2 separate regions of the Mus musculus genome follow, and region 1 is linked to region 2. Evidence: chromatin contacts called from public Hi-C data. All regions are on one chromosome and are shown on one strand. Each heading gives the region's core, a stretch centred on a gene start, on an enhancer-like site or on the middle of the called end of the contact. The rest is flanking DNA. Distances are from core to core; before and after follow the strand shown. Region 1 overlaps Chl1 (cell adhesion molecule L1-like). Region 2 has its middle 190 kb from the start of Chl1.

Region 1 (6,081 bases), core at 2,365-4,864, 350 kb after region 2:
GAGGTCTATGTGTGCTTTTATAAGGTATATTTTTATTTTATGTATTTTGACTGTGGGTATGCCTGTGCACTCTCTGTGTTCAGTGTTCACAGAGGCAAGAAGAGGCAATAGAAATTTAGAGTGTAGGGAGCCACTATGTGGATGCTGAGAATTAACCATGGTCATCTGCCAGAAGAGCATGTGCTCTTACCTGATAAGCCTTCTCTCTAGCCCTGGTCTGTCTTTTTATCTGAGAAGGTCAAACCCTTGCCCTCTCTGTAACTCATGGTTAACCACCTGGTGTCAGCATGGATTTGTAGTGGTGGACATTAAATTCTCTCATCCTTTGTTCAGCTTAACTCTTCAAGTCAGTCAAACCTGTTAGAGACTTTCCCTATCACTTCCTGCCAATTCTGTCATTTATTTCTGGAGGTGTCTGGCATCTGTTCATATGAACAGTATTGTCCTCCACTTATAAAGGTGGCCCCACGTGCCTTGTAGAGACTAGAATATTGGGGAAGGCACATAAGAAAAAGGCAATAGACATCCACAAAGAGTTCTTCTTCTTTGCAACACAAAGGTTCCTGATACTTTGTTAGAAGAAGAGATTACTCCCCTCTGCTCCCCACAATTGATCTGAGTTGGGTTATCCACTCTTTCCAGTGTTCCTTTGAATCTTCATTGTTGAATCTCCAACAATATTATTGAAAAAGTTTTTGAAAGGACTTCACATATATCTCAAGGATGTTTAAAATCACACAACTTATAGAATAATAAAGTACAAACTACTAATTATAGTGATAGCATACTGTCACATACATCATCAACTCAGTTTCCTCCTGACACTCCCTGGCTGTAAGTATTCCCATGTGCAAAAGAAGCCCACAGACCTCACACAAAAGCACAAGAGCTTTTCTAAGCTGAATGGAAAACGAAGCCCATTCATCTCTGTCTGCCCCCGACCTTAAACTCCTCTAGGAGTAACTCACATCAGCATTATGTTAGCCAAATGCACCCTTTCAGCTTAAACAGGGAAAACAGTGAGGAGTTTGCTTATATCTGCTCTGAGGTGGTTACATTAACCATTTGCCTAAGTAAATAATGATATTAAAGACATTTGGACTGCTAGCTAAGAATGCTTTCTGTGCAAGCTTGAGGACTTCAGATTGAGCTCTCAGCACTCACTTAAAAAGTCAAGTTGGTGTCACCTGAATTTTTGATCTTAGCCATTCTGACTTGTGTGAGATGGAATCTCAGGGTTGTTTAGATTTGCGTTTCCCTGATGATTAAGGATGCTGAACATTTTTTCAGGTGCTTCTCAGCCATTTGGTATTCCTCGGGTGAGGATTCTTTGTTTGGCTCTGAGTCCCATTTTTTAATGGGGTTATTTGATTTTCTGGAGTCCACCTTCTTGAGTTCTTTATATATATTGGATATTAGTCCCCTACCTGATTTAGGATAGGTAAAGATCCTTTCCCAACAGAATGGGGGACTTTTGGGATAGCATTGGAAATGTAAATGAAGAAAATACCTAATTAAAAAAAAAGTCAGATTGGATGCAAACCCACCTAGCAGTTGGCAGGGATGTGGAGGGGATGAGATTAATTCCAAGTGAGAGAGCAGAACACAAAACACAGATTTCCTCCTCTGACCTGTGCTTGTATGCACATATATGCACACTAACACGCCCAATCCTGTTTACACACACACACACACACACACACACACACACACACACACTAATACTACTAATTAAGTGAGGGAAGCTTCCAGAGACACATGCATGTTGGAAAGCTGGGAGCTTATAGATATCCTGGAAATGGTGAAGAGTTAACTGATATTTGACTCTCATTAGTTGAGAAATATAGTCGCATCCCTGCCACCTTATTGACAGTGAGAATGTGCTGTTTTAATAATTCACACTCACGCTGTGTGAAATGAAAGCGGAGTCATCATGAACTTAAGGATGGAAGCTTTCTATGGATCCTACAGCTTTCACCAAGAATCAGAAGAAAAGTTACCACCGTAAAAACTGAAACAAATATTTGAAGTTATGAAAACAGACAAAAATCATTAAATAGCTCAATGTTTCCTCAATCCATCGTTGTTCAGACTCTGTTAGCAAGTACTCCTTAAAAATAAAGCACAGAATCAAACAAAACAGAGCTGTCCAGGATAGAAGAGCTGTTAACCTAGCTGAATAAATTGTCCCTACCTGTGATGTCATGTTCACCGGATTTAAATAATTTAATTTGTTTATAAGAAGTGAGGAGATAGACAAATGATTTTTTTCAAGAACAGAAATAAAAGAAGAAATTCAGGAAACTGAGGTGCTTGCATTGCTAAAGCACAGACTCATGAAAATCTGTGTGAGAGGAACAGAGGCCCAGGGCAACCTGTCACTTGGCAGATGGCCATTTTGACAGATGGTATAAAAGGCAAGCAGGTAGGAGATTCAGAATCCCACCACTGCTTGGTGGCATGCTCTGTAGAATTCAACTGATAATCAATATACTCCCATATGTGTCTGTCTGACTGCAGTGACCATTTCCGAAGGATATCTGCTGAGCACGGGTGCTGGGCTTGGTCAAAAAGGAGATTGTTAGAAAACTGTGAGGTTAACCACTTTGGCTTTGACCGAAAAATAGCAAATGTTTGTAAGAAAGAACTTTATATTTACCTCCAATGTCATTGTTTCCTAATAACTGAGCTATTTTATTCATTATCAGTGTGAGCAAGTAATTTGAAATAACTGAAATAAAAAATTTGAGACATTGATTTAATTCTTGGGGCTGGGCAGATAAGATAGCTCAGTGGTTAAGATCACTTGTTGATGACCTGACTTGATTCCCAGTACCCACATGGTGGTTCATTACCATCTGGAACTCCAGTTCTAGGGCGCCCAATGCCTTCTCCTGGCCCCAAGGTCATCAGACACGCATGTAGTGCATGTACATACATGCAGGCAAAACACTCATGAACATATAATAATAATACATTTTGAAAAATTATTATATACTTCCTGACCAATGGCAAGTTTGACCACAAGCATAAGACTATACCGTTAGGAAGGATGGACTCTTATGGAACCCACTAAGAAAACAATGTAAATTTGAATCTGATAAGTCTTATTTACCTTCTGGGAGCATTGGGTTTGATAGTGATTAAATGATAACAGTAATCCATGTCACCCTGAGATTGTTCTCAGTGTAGTGACTAGAAACCAGAAATATGGTAAATATCAGAATTATGTGCTTTCCAATCCTGTAGGAGGAGAAAAAATAAGTTGTCTGCCACTTAGAGTTGCTTATCAGCAACACGATGAAGTCACAGTTTTCATTGGATGTCACTTTTCCACTCTCATTTTTATGAGAAGGGGGTTTTCCTCACATGTTGGCCCTAGATTCTGTTTCCCTTCATTGTGAGGCACGTGGTAAGGTAATCCTTGCCTTTTGTATTGCTTTTGTTTGTTTTGATCTTGTGAAGCAATCTCCCAAATGCTCCGGAATTAGGGAGATTCCGGGTTCTTGTCTCCTTCCCTCTTTCCGCAGAGCAGGAAATCAAGGTCTGTGCTGGGCACTCCAAGCTGTCCTAAAGTGAAAGAGCTGCTCCTCCACCCAGCCCACGCACTTGGCTCCACTCCTCAGCCACTCTAGCCAAAATTGGCTTCATTAGGATTCAAGGGGAAATTGTTGCCTGCCTCTGCTGGCTGCAGTGCCATGGTGTGGGAAGTCGCACAGGGAAAGGAGCTGTTGCTCTCTGACCACCACGGGGAGAATTTCACACCTGACAAATACCTTGTGATATTATTTCTCTGGACTTCAGTTATCCATTTTGCATACAGCTTCATTGATTCAGCCCTCACGTAGACTTAGCCTCCTTCCAGAACGGAAAAGATTCCTAGGGAGTAGACCATTAAAAGAGCTTATGATGAAACACGCTTATTCAAACTTGATATGTGTCCATTGGTAAGGCTGATAAAACTTCCTGCATATGTAAACTCAGCATGATAATAGGTACACCATGAGATATTACTTATAATTGACATTTACTTATCTATTCATTAATTATATTTCTTGCAGACCAACTCCACATATCCAGTGGAGCAAACCAGGTAGTGAATTACCAGAGGGAAGAGCAACAATTGAAGTTCATGAAAAGACATTGAAGATAGAAAACATCTCCTACCAGGATAGAGGAAATTATCGCTGTACAGCCAACAATTTGTTGGGGAAAGCCAGTCATGATTTTCACGTCACAGTAGAAGGTACGCCTTCCATGAGGATTTATGTTTCTACTTCGGAGTAAAAAAACAAGTGCATGCCATCACAGACCTTTGCTTCAACAATGCAGGTGTTAAAGCTGATCATTAGCTTGCAATTTTAGTTGTAATGTGGGCACTGAGTAACACTACACTTAATTAATCAGTCTTGTAATTTATCACCCCAAACCATATGGAAGGCATAAATGTCAAGAAGACAGCTTAGTCTCTAAACATACACCACCTCCATGGCCAGTTTAAAATGTCATTAAACCTAGCCTCCTGTAAGGTTTTATTGCATGAAATGGTTTTTATTATAATGCACACATGATGCTCATAAATAAGGTCATGTTTGTGAAATCAAACATTACTGCAAGGACCCTGGAAGGAGGTGGGGAGTGCTTGCTAATCTTGCCACTCAGTTTCTGTGTCTGTGATCACAGTCAGATGAATCGTCTTACATTTTTCCTCATTCGAGCCTTTTTTTTGTTCTGTACCCTGGTACTCAATACATCACTTAGAGTATGTATGAAGAGACCACATGGTGCAAATACTAATACTTTTTATCAAATAGTACCAAATATATTACTTTCATCTTCTAACCATAAAAACTGAACTCTTTTGATCAACTGAGATTTTCTGCCATTTTTTTTTATGAAAGGGGATAACATTTGAAATGTAAATAAAGAAAATGTCTAATAAGGAATGTAAAAAAGAAAGAAAGAAAGAAAGAAAGAAAGAAAGGAAAGAAAAGAAAGAAGGAAGGAAGGAAGGAAGGAAGGAAGGAAGGAAGGAAAAGGAAAGAAAGAAGAAAGGAAGGAAGAAAGGAAGGAAGGAAGGAAGAAAGAAAGAAAGAAAGAAAGAAAGAAAGAAAGGAATTAATTTGGTGATGATGGCATTACTCTCATGAGTAGCATTCACAATAATTAGATATCCAGGCTGTGGCTGCAGTGCTGGAGTTGAGGTTGCCTGATCTTGCTGTAAATTTGATTGACACAGACTCCTTCCTGAGGATCCAGTCACAACCAGGCTTTCTCTCTGGGGTTGAAGTAACTGTGGCAATAAGATAATGCAGTAGTCACTCTCTTGGACCTTTGTACTTAGTGCTGTGTTGGCTTACCAATGGAGGATGATTGTCTCTCCCAGGCTGCCAGTTCATGAACTAGAACTATAGGGTCTCCATTAATATTCAGATAAAGTTCTCTTTTAAAGCTTCATTCTGTGCCAGAAGCATGTCCATGGTGGCCTTTTGTTTTAATTAGTGGAAGAGAAAAGAGTTCCAAAGGCAAATTTCACTCACAAGTAAATGTTTCAATAATTGACTGAGTCAAGTCTGTTTGGACTAACACAATTTCTCAGCCCTTTCTATACTGTTTTCTTAGTTAAGGAAAGAACAGGAAAATTAAAAGGGAGGAATTTGTTTTGTTAGGATCAACAACGCAAATCTTTTTAGAACAGAATACAATGTTAGATATTAACATCAACATCTATCGATAATAATATATTCCTCTGACAATAAGTTATTCAAAAAGACATTTAGGGAAATTTGAAAGATCGCACTATAATTTTAGACATCAATTGACACTTGTCTATAATTTTTCCTGCATCTTTTGATGGAGATATTTTCCCTTGCCCCTGGTGCCTCTCTAGCACACACACACACACACACAGACACACACACAAACACACACTTGAACCACACATACATAATTATTAGCCGCTTCTAACCCTGAGTTGCTGACTGTTAGAAAATCCTTCCAGATGGCTGCTGCGTTGCTACGGTAGCTGAATATTTTAACAATCTGGCCTCGGTTTTCTTGACTATTAAGACTAAAGCTTTC
Region 2 (6,437 bases), core at 1,443-3,942:
CCAAGCTGGAATTGTTCTGTGATTCTCAGCATTTCCTGAAAGAAGGCAAAAGGTCAATTGCTAACCTTCCGCTGCCCTTGGTGCTGAGTGACTTTCTGCTACTTTTATATAAACAAACGCTTGCACTGTGGAAGGCTGCTGTGAAATGCTTGGTCATCAGAACAACTTTACTTGATTAGTGCCCTGATGCTGGGTGATATTTCTTTTTTTTTTTTTTTTCAGTTTTTTTTTATTAGGTATTTTTCTCATTTACATTTTCAATGCTAACCCAAAGATCCCCCATACCCACCCCCCCAATCCCCTACCCACCCACTCCCACTTTTTGGCCCTGGCGTTCCCCTGTACTGGGGCATATAAAGTTTGCAAGTCCAATGGGCCTCTCTTTGCAGTGATGGCCGACTAGGCCATCTTTTGATACATATGCAGCTAAAGACAAGAGCTCCCGGGTACTGGTTAGTTCATATTGTTGTTCCACCTATAGGGTTGCAGATCCCTTTAGCTCCTTGGGTAATTTCTCTAGCTCCTCCATTAGGGGCCGTGTGACCCATCCAATAGCTGACTGTGATCATCCACTTAATTAAGGAACAGAGGTATTTTTGTTGGTTGGTTGGTTGGTTGACAGCTTCTTGTCACTGTGTACCTCAGGCTATCCTGGAGTTTAAAATGTAGAACTGGCTCCCAGTGAAATCTCACTTCCTCTACCCCAGGCTTCCGTTCCAGATGAACTTCCATGCTTGTTCCTTTTAGTGTATTTTGAAGATGTCAGCCCCTTTGTATGCCTTAAAATCCTAGTCTATCCACTAGTCTTGACATGTCAGGTTCTGGACTGCCTCTCTTCAGCTGTAACATGGCAGAGAAAGGCTGAAGGGTGTTAAAGCTTACATACTTTTCCACATTGGGAAGTTGGCTATGGTGAGAATTATGCAAATTCTGCCAACCCAGGCACGTGTTGCAGGTTTAGGATGAATGTCAACTGGGAATAAATCCTGACATTTCTCCTTGATAGTTGCATTGCTGGGGAATCCATCTGCTGCCTCCTCTGACAGAAAGAAACAGAGCATGTCTTACAGGAACACTGTGAGACTCAGACAAGGTACTGCCATGCCAATAAATATTAACACAAAAGAACTTCCCAAAATGAGACTTTTAAAGCTTTTATTTTATTTTTTTACGTGTATGGGTATTTTGCTTGCATGCATGTCTCTGTGTCTCTTGTATTCCTGCTGCTCACAGAGGCCAGACAAGGGCATTGGATCCTAGAGAAACAGCTGTTTAGTTAGCTGCCGTGTGTGTGCTGGGAACTGAATCCTGGTCTTTCGGATGAAAAGTCAGATCTCTTAACTGCCGAACCATCTCTCTAGCACTGACTCTTAATATTTTAATTGTTTTCTTGGAACATAGTTTCTTCACTATGTGGAATGTCCATTTCTTTTTACTAAATTCTGAAATATAATTATTTCCTCCAGAAGGGTTTTTATAAGGATTAAAGTAAAGTAACTCATTTCCATATACAGAAAACATTTACATGAAAGCTGTGCTATTAGTATTGTTTAAAGACTGTCAAATCTGTGTGCTTCTCAAAGTGTGGTTTTCATCTAATATTTAAAAGAAGAAAGAATAGACTAATAAATTTAAATAACTGTTATATTTATATTGTATGAATAGCAACAACTTACAGATATTTTTATTACACATTTTTTTTTTCTCGGACATATATGAGTTGAAAGAGTTGAGCCTTTTTGGACAAAATCTTGTTAAGAATGAGTAACACCAAAGACACACATAAATACCGTTTCTCTTTTCTTCTCTTCTTCCTGCCATTTGTTCCCTAAGTGCCAGGAGCTGTAGCTGTGGCAGTACAGAACTGTCAACCTGACACTCACGCTTTCTAGCATGTTGCATACCAGCAGTTCACAAATGGCAGGTGAGCACATTAGTCTTCAGCTAAGCTGCTCATGTCATTGCCTTAGCAGCCCACAGCCTGGTAATGAGGCTGATGTTGACAATAAGCAGATCCTCAGCATCAGCTTGTGCTAAAGATCAGACTGGGAAAGCAGGGGATTCCTCACTGGCCCAATGAGGGGAAGGCAGCATGGCTACACTAACAAAGAAATCAAATGTCACCAGTCTGCCTGTATGAGAGTTCTGACTTCCAGGTGTGGGAGTTTTAAAGATGAAGGTGTTAGACATGGGCCTTTATACTAATGACCCAGAGCATGAATTATTATCTACAAGAAAAGAAAATATTAAAAGAAAATGTTACTCTGATCTTAGATGGAATTAATCATGTTTACCAAGGAAACACTGATGGATTAGAAGCCATAGTTCTTTATTTCTGTGAAACAGGGAGTGTAACATGTTTTTCATTAAACAAGTGACTCATGATGGGGTACTATGCTAGAAAAAGTAGAAGGTATGGTCTACTCACTCTGCCTAAGCATGTAAGAAGAGTCTTATTGCCTTTCTCTTGTGAGCCCTTTGTCTGAAATAGCGCAGCACGGCACAGCTTGTTTTAGGCAGTGACAAAGAGGCTGAGGGGAAGCCTTCCCAAGATGCAGACCTCAGTTACAGTGGCATTTGATTTGCCTGTTGAGATGTGCTTTTCTGAATATGCCTTTGTAGTTCAGCATTGCATCAGCAAAACAAGGTTCACAAACAAAACAGCCACATCTATATTCCCACGGCTTTATGAGCAGCTGTGAAATATTGCCAAACGAATCTAAGAAGGATCTTGATGTAAATTAACTTAAACTTCCTCTACAGATACTATCAATTATTCATGACATAAATTATGCAACAGAACTGTGAGTGGGTACTTGACAGAATATACAGAATGAAATATATATATACATATATTTATGCATATCATGTTTATATCCATACACGTATTCATGCAATAAATATCCAGTAATGTAAGTATGCACTCACTTATATATACACATTCTTGGACATATATACACATATGCACTGGCATAAATGTTCATGTTTATACATAAACACACATAGACACATGCACAGTCATACACATATAAAGAAACACACAAACACACTCATTAAAGGCACACATGCCCATGCACACATATGTATAGAGATGCCCATGTATACATAGGCACACACATACATATGTCGAAACACATGGATATTCATATACACAGACACACATACACACACACACACACACACACACACACACACACACACAGATGCACATGTACATTCAATAAATAGTAGGATGAAAAAAATCAGACTGTTTGGAAAGCAGGGTTCTAGAACTTTCTGGAAGTCACTCAGTTCTGCTCTCATAACATCCCTTGATTTTGTGTTTGCACAAAACAATTTGGATCAATGTCCTTTTATATACAAAGTATATTCATCCTGGTCCCTCTGGCTCCTGCTTTACCAAATGTGCTAATGAGACTGTATTAGGATGAACCAAGGTTCTCAAGCTTAATTCCTTTTCCAGTTGATTTGGAAGAGTAGAGTAGGAAACCATCCTTTTCTATTCAAGTCACTGTCTTCATACACCAGGCCTTCTATTGAACAGGCATGTAGACTTCCTTCCTTGCTTGCTTTCCCTTCTCCCTCTGATCTCATTTATGCTAGGCAAATCCTCTATGTAGAGCTGTCTAACTGCTAGGAAAATGACCCCCATTCTTTTCTGTCAATTGAGTGCACTTAATATGAGAAAACAAAAGATTGGATGGTTGTTTATGAAATAAAAAAGGCAAAGTTCAATTTCAGGGCTAGAGACATAGTTCATCAGGGAAGTAGATACTTGACATGGATAAGTCCCTGGATCAATTCTCAATATCAAAGACAGTTTTATTTCTGTAGTATTTTCTAATTTTCCCTGAACTGTGAATGGTAACAGAGACTGACCAATTTGATGTATATATTCTACTACAATTCCCCATAGATCTCAATAAAAGAGCGAATGTGTCTCCTTATCTGTTAATTTTAGAGAGACCAGGGTGTAGCCCAGGGTGACCTGTAGCTCTCTAGGTAGCCAGTGGTGACCTTGAACTCCTGATCCTCCAAGTATTGGAATCACATATAGACTTCCATTTTCTGTTCACTTTCAACGCTTTTGACATTGTTATCATTTTTTATACTATCCAACTTCTTTTGAATCATTAATTATAAAGGGGCACATATTTTATTTATCCCACTCAATTTTTATAAGTAACCAATTATAATGATTCAATTTTCAGATGCAAAACAGGCACAGAGATGTCAATACTGGTGCAGGTCATACCCATAGAGTTGCCAAACCTGAGACTTGAAGTCAAACAATGGTGTTAAGGATTCTGTACTGTTAAAGTACATACAATGTTGCCACCATTGATGTATTTACAAGCAGGATAAAGATCAGTGACCAAAAGTTGCTTCTCAACATTACATAATTAAAAATTGTGTCATAATATGCATGTCTTACACTGTAGACTACTTGTAAAATGTGTCAGTTACAAGTTGCACAATCTTAATCAAAGTGTGTACTCCTGTCTGCTACTATTCATTCTCAAACAAGGTCTTGATAACTGTCTTAGTTAGGGTTTTACTGCTGTGAATAGACACCATGACCAAGGCAAGTCTTATAAAAACAACATTTAATTGGAGCTGGCTTACAGGTTCAGAGGTTCAGTCCATTATCATCAAGGTGGAAGCATGGCAGTATCCATTCAGGCATGGCACGGGCAGAGCTGAGAGTTCTACATCTTCATCCAAAGGCTGCTAGTGGAAGACTGACTTCCAGGCACCTAGGGTGAGGGTCTTAAGCCCACACCCACAGTGACAAACCTACTCCAACCAGGTCATACCTCCAAAATTGTACCACTCCCTGGTCCAAGAATGTATAAACTATGACAATAATAGTTGTTTGTCTCAAAGACTTATGAGAGTTATATGAGACAGTTTTCTGAAATACTTATTACCTTGCCTGGCACAGTGAGATCTCACCAGTAACAGCTTAGAAGAAAGAGTTTAGGTGTCACCTTAGAGGTCACTGAATTTAACCCCTCAGTTTGCCATGTATGTATTCTTATTTCTCTATTCTGTTTTATGTATTTTACATGCTCAGGGGATGGGTTTATATGTGTGTATGTGAATCTCAATGCATGTGAGCATGTTGATGTGTTGTGAAGTAAGCCAGGTATGCTTACATGGAAGGAAGAGTATAAAAATATTGAGTAACTTCAGAGAACTCCATACCTCAAACTCAGCCTTGAATGATACAAATTAAAAATGCAGAATAGAATACATTCTAAAAATCAATATAAAGAATTATTTAATAGATAATAATGCACTTGTATGGGACAAAGAGATACACAATTAAAATAATATTTTGAAGGGACATTTATCTACAAGGGGTTTATAGAAGGCTTTTCACATCCAATAAGATGTGACTTTTTTTCCTTGAGTATGTTGATAGATTTTCTGTATTGAGCCACCCTTGCAACTTTGGAATGAAGCCTACTTGAATATGGTAAATTATGGTTTTGATGTGTTCGTGGATTTGGTTTGTTAGAATTTCAGTGAGTATTTTAGCATCAATATTAATAAGTGAGACTGGTCTGAAGTTCTCTTTCTTTGTTGGCTCTTTCTGTGATTTAGGTATCAGAGTAACTGTGGCTTCATAAAATGAATTGGGTAGTGCTTCTTCTGTTCCTATTTCATGGATTAGTTTGAGGTACTCTGGTATTACCTCTTCTTTGTAGGTCTGGTAGAATTCTGCACTAAAACCATCTGACCATGAGATTTCTTTGGTTTAGGGGAGGGGGGCTGATGACTCTTTCTATTTCCCAAGGGGTTATGGGATTGCTTAGATAGTTTACCTGATCTTGATTTAATTTTGGTGTGTGATATCTGTCTAGAAATTCATCCATTCTACCTAGATTTTCCAGTTTTATAGACTATAGGCTTTTGTAATAGGTTCTGAAGATTTTATGAGTTTCTCAGTTTCTGTTGTTATGTCTCCCTTTTTTTCTGATTTTGCTAATTTGGATACTGTCTCTGTGTACTTTAATTAGTTTGGCTAAAGGTTTATCTTTCTTGTTGATTTTCTCAAAGAACAAGCTCTTGGTTTTGTTGATTCTTTGTGTCCTTCTCTTTGTTTCTAACTGGTTGATTTCAGCTCTGAGTTTGACTATTTCCTGACTTCTACTCCTCTTGCATGTTTTAGAACTTTCAGGTATGCTGTTAGGTTTCTTGTATATATATATGATTTCTCCAGTTTATTTACGAAGGCACTTAGTGCTACAAATTTCCCTCTTAACACTTCTTTTATTGTGTTCCATAAGTTTGGGTGTAATGTTTATTCACTTTCACTGAATTCTATAAAGTCCTTGATTTCCTTTTTTATGTCTTCCCTAACCATGTTTTCATTAGGCAGAAAGTTGTTTAGTTTCCATGAATATGTGGGACTTCTTTTGTTTTTGTTG

Evidence for each region. Hi-C and Micro-C count contacts between places; a contact is called where the count stands out from the background.
Region 1: a contact with region 2 is called in a Hi-C map of cortical neurons, with 2.2 times the contacts expected there. The contact joins two enhancer-like sites. A contact is called at or near these places in 4 of 39 promoter capture datasets (HPC-7-derived erythroid cells, embryonic stem cells, hippocampal neurons and 1 more), 35 of 484 Hi-C or Micro-C datasets (the 3T3-L1 cell line, the C2C12 cell line, the C3H10T1/2 cell line and 22 more) and 8 of 115 datasets of contacts at active chromatin or transcription factors (the 230-238 cell line, T-cell acute lymphoblastic leukemia, a beta-TC-6 cell line and 5 more).

What each region holds. Positions count from the first base shown.
Region 1 is chr6:103,670,912-103,676,992 of GRCm38.p6, forward strand. Chl1 (cell adhesion molecule L1-like) reads left to right here. Exons shown (of 27, transcript NM_007697.2): 9 at 4,062-4,246. Among named protein-coding and RNA genes, the nearest start is that of Gm52915, 18 kb to the right of the region's middle. Within about 2 kb of position 3,615, at least 35 of the 459 cell types and tissues checked have an H3K27ac peak or open chromatin away from gene starts, as enhancers often do. A contact at or near this core is called in cortical neurons, where this site is marked.
Region 2 is chr6:103,318,214-103,324,650 of GRCm38.p6, forward strand. No RefSeq gene overlaps it. Among named protein-coding and RNA genes, the nearest start is that of Chl1, 190 kb to the right of the region's middle. Within about 2 kb of position 2,693, at least 6 of the 459 cell types and tissues checked have an H3K27ac peak or open chromatin away from gene starts, as enhancers often do. A contact at or near this core is called in cortical neurons, where this site is marked.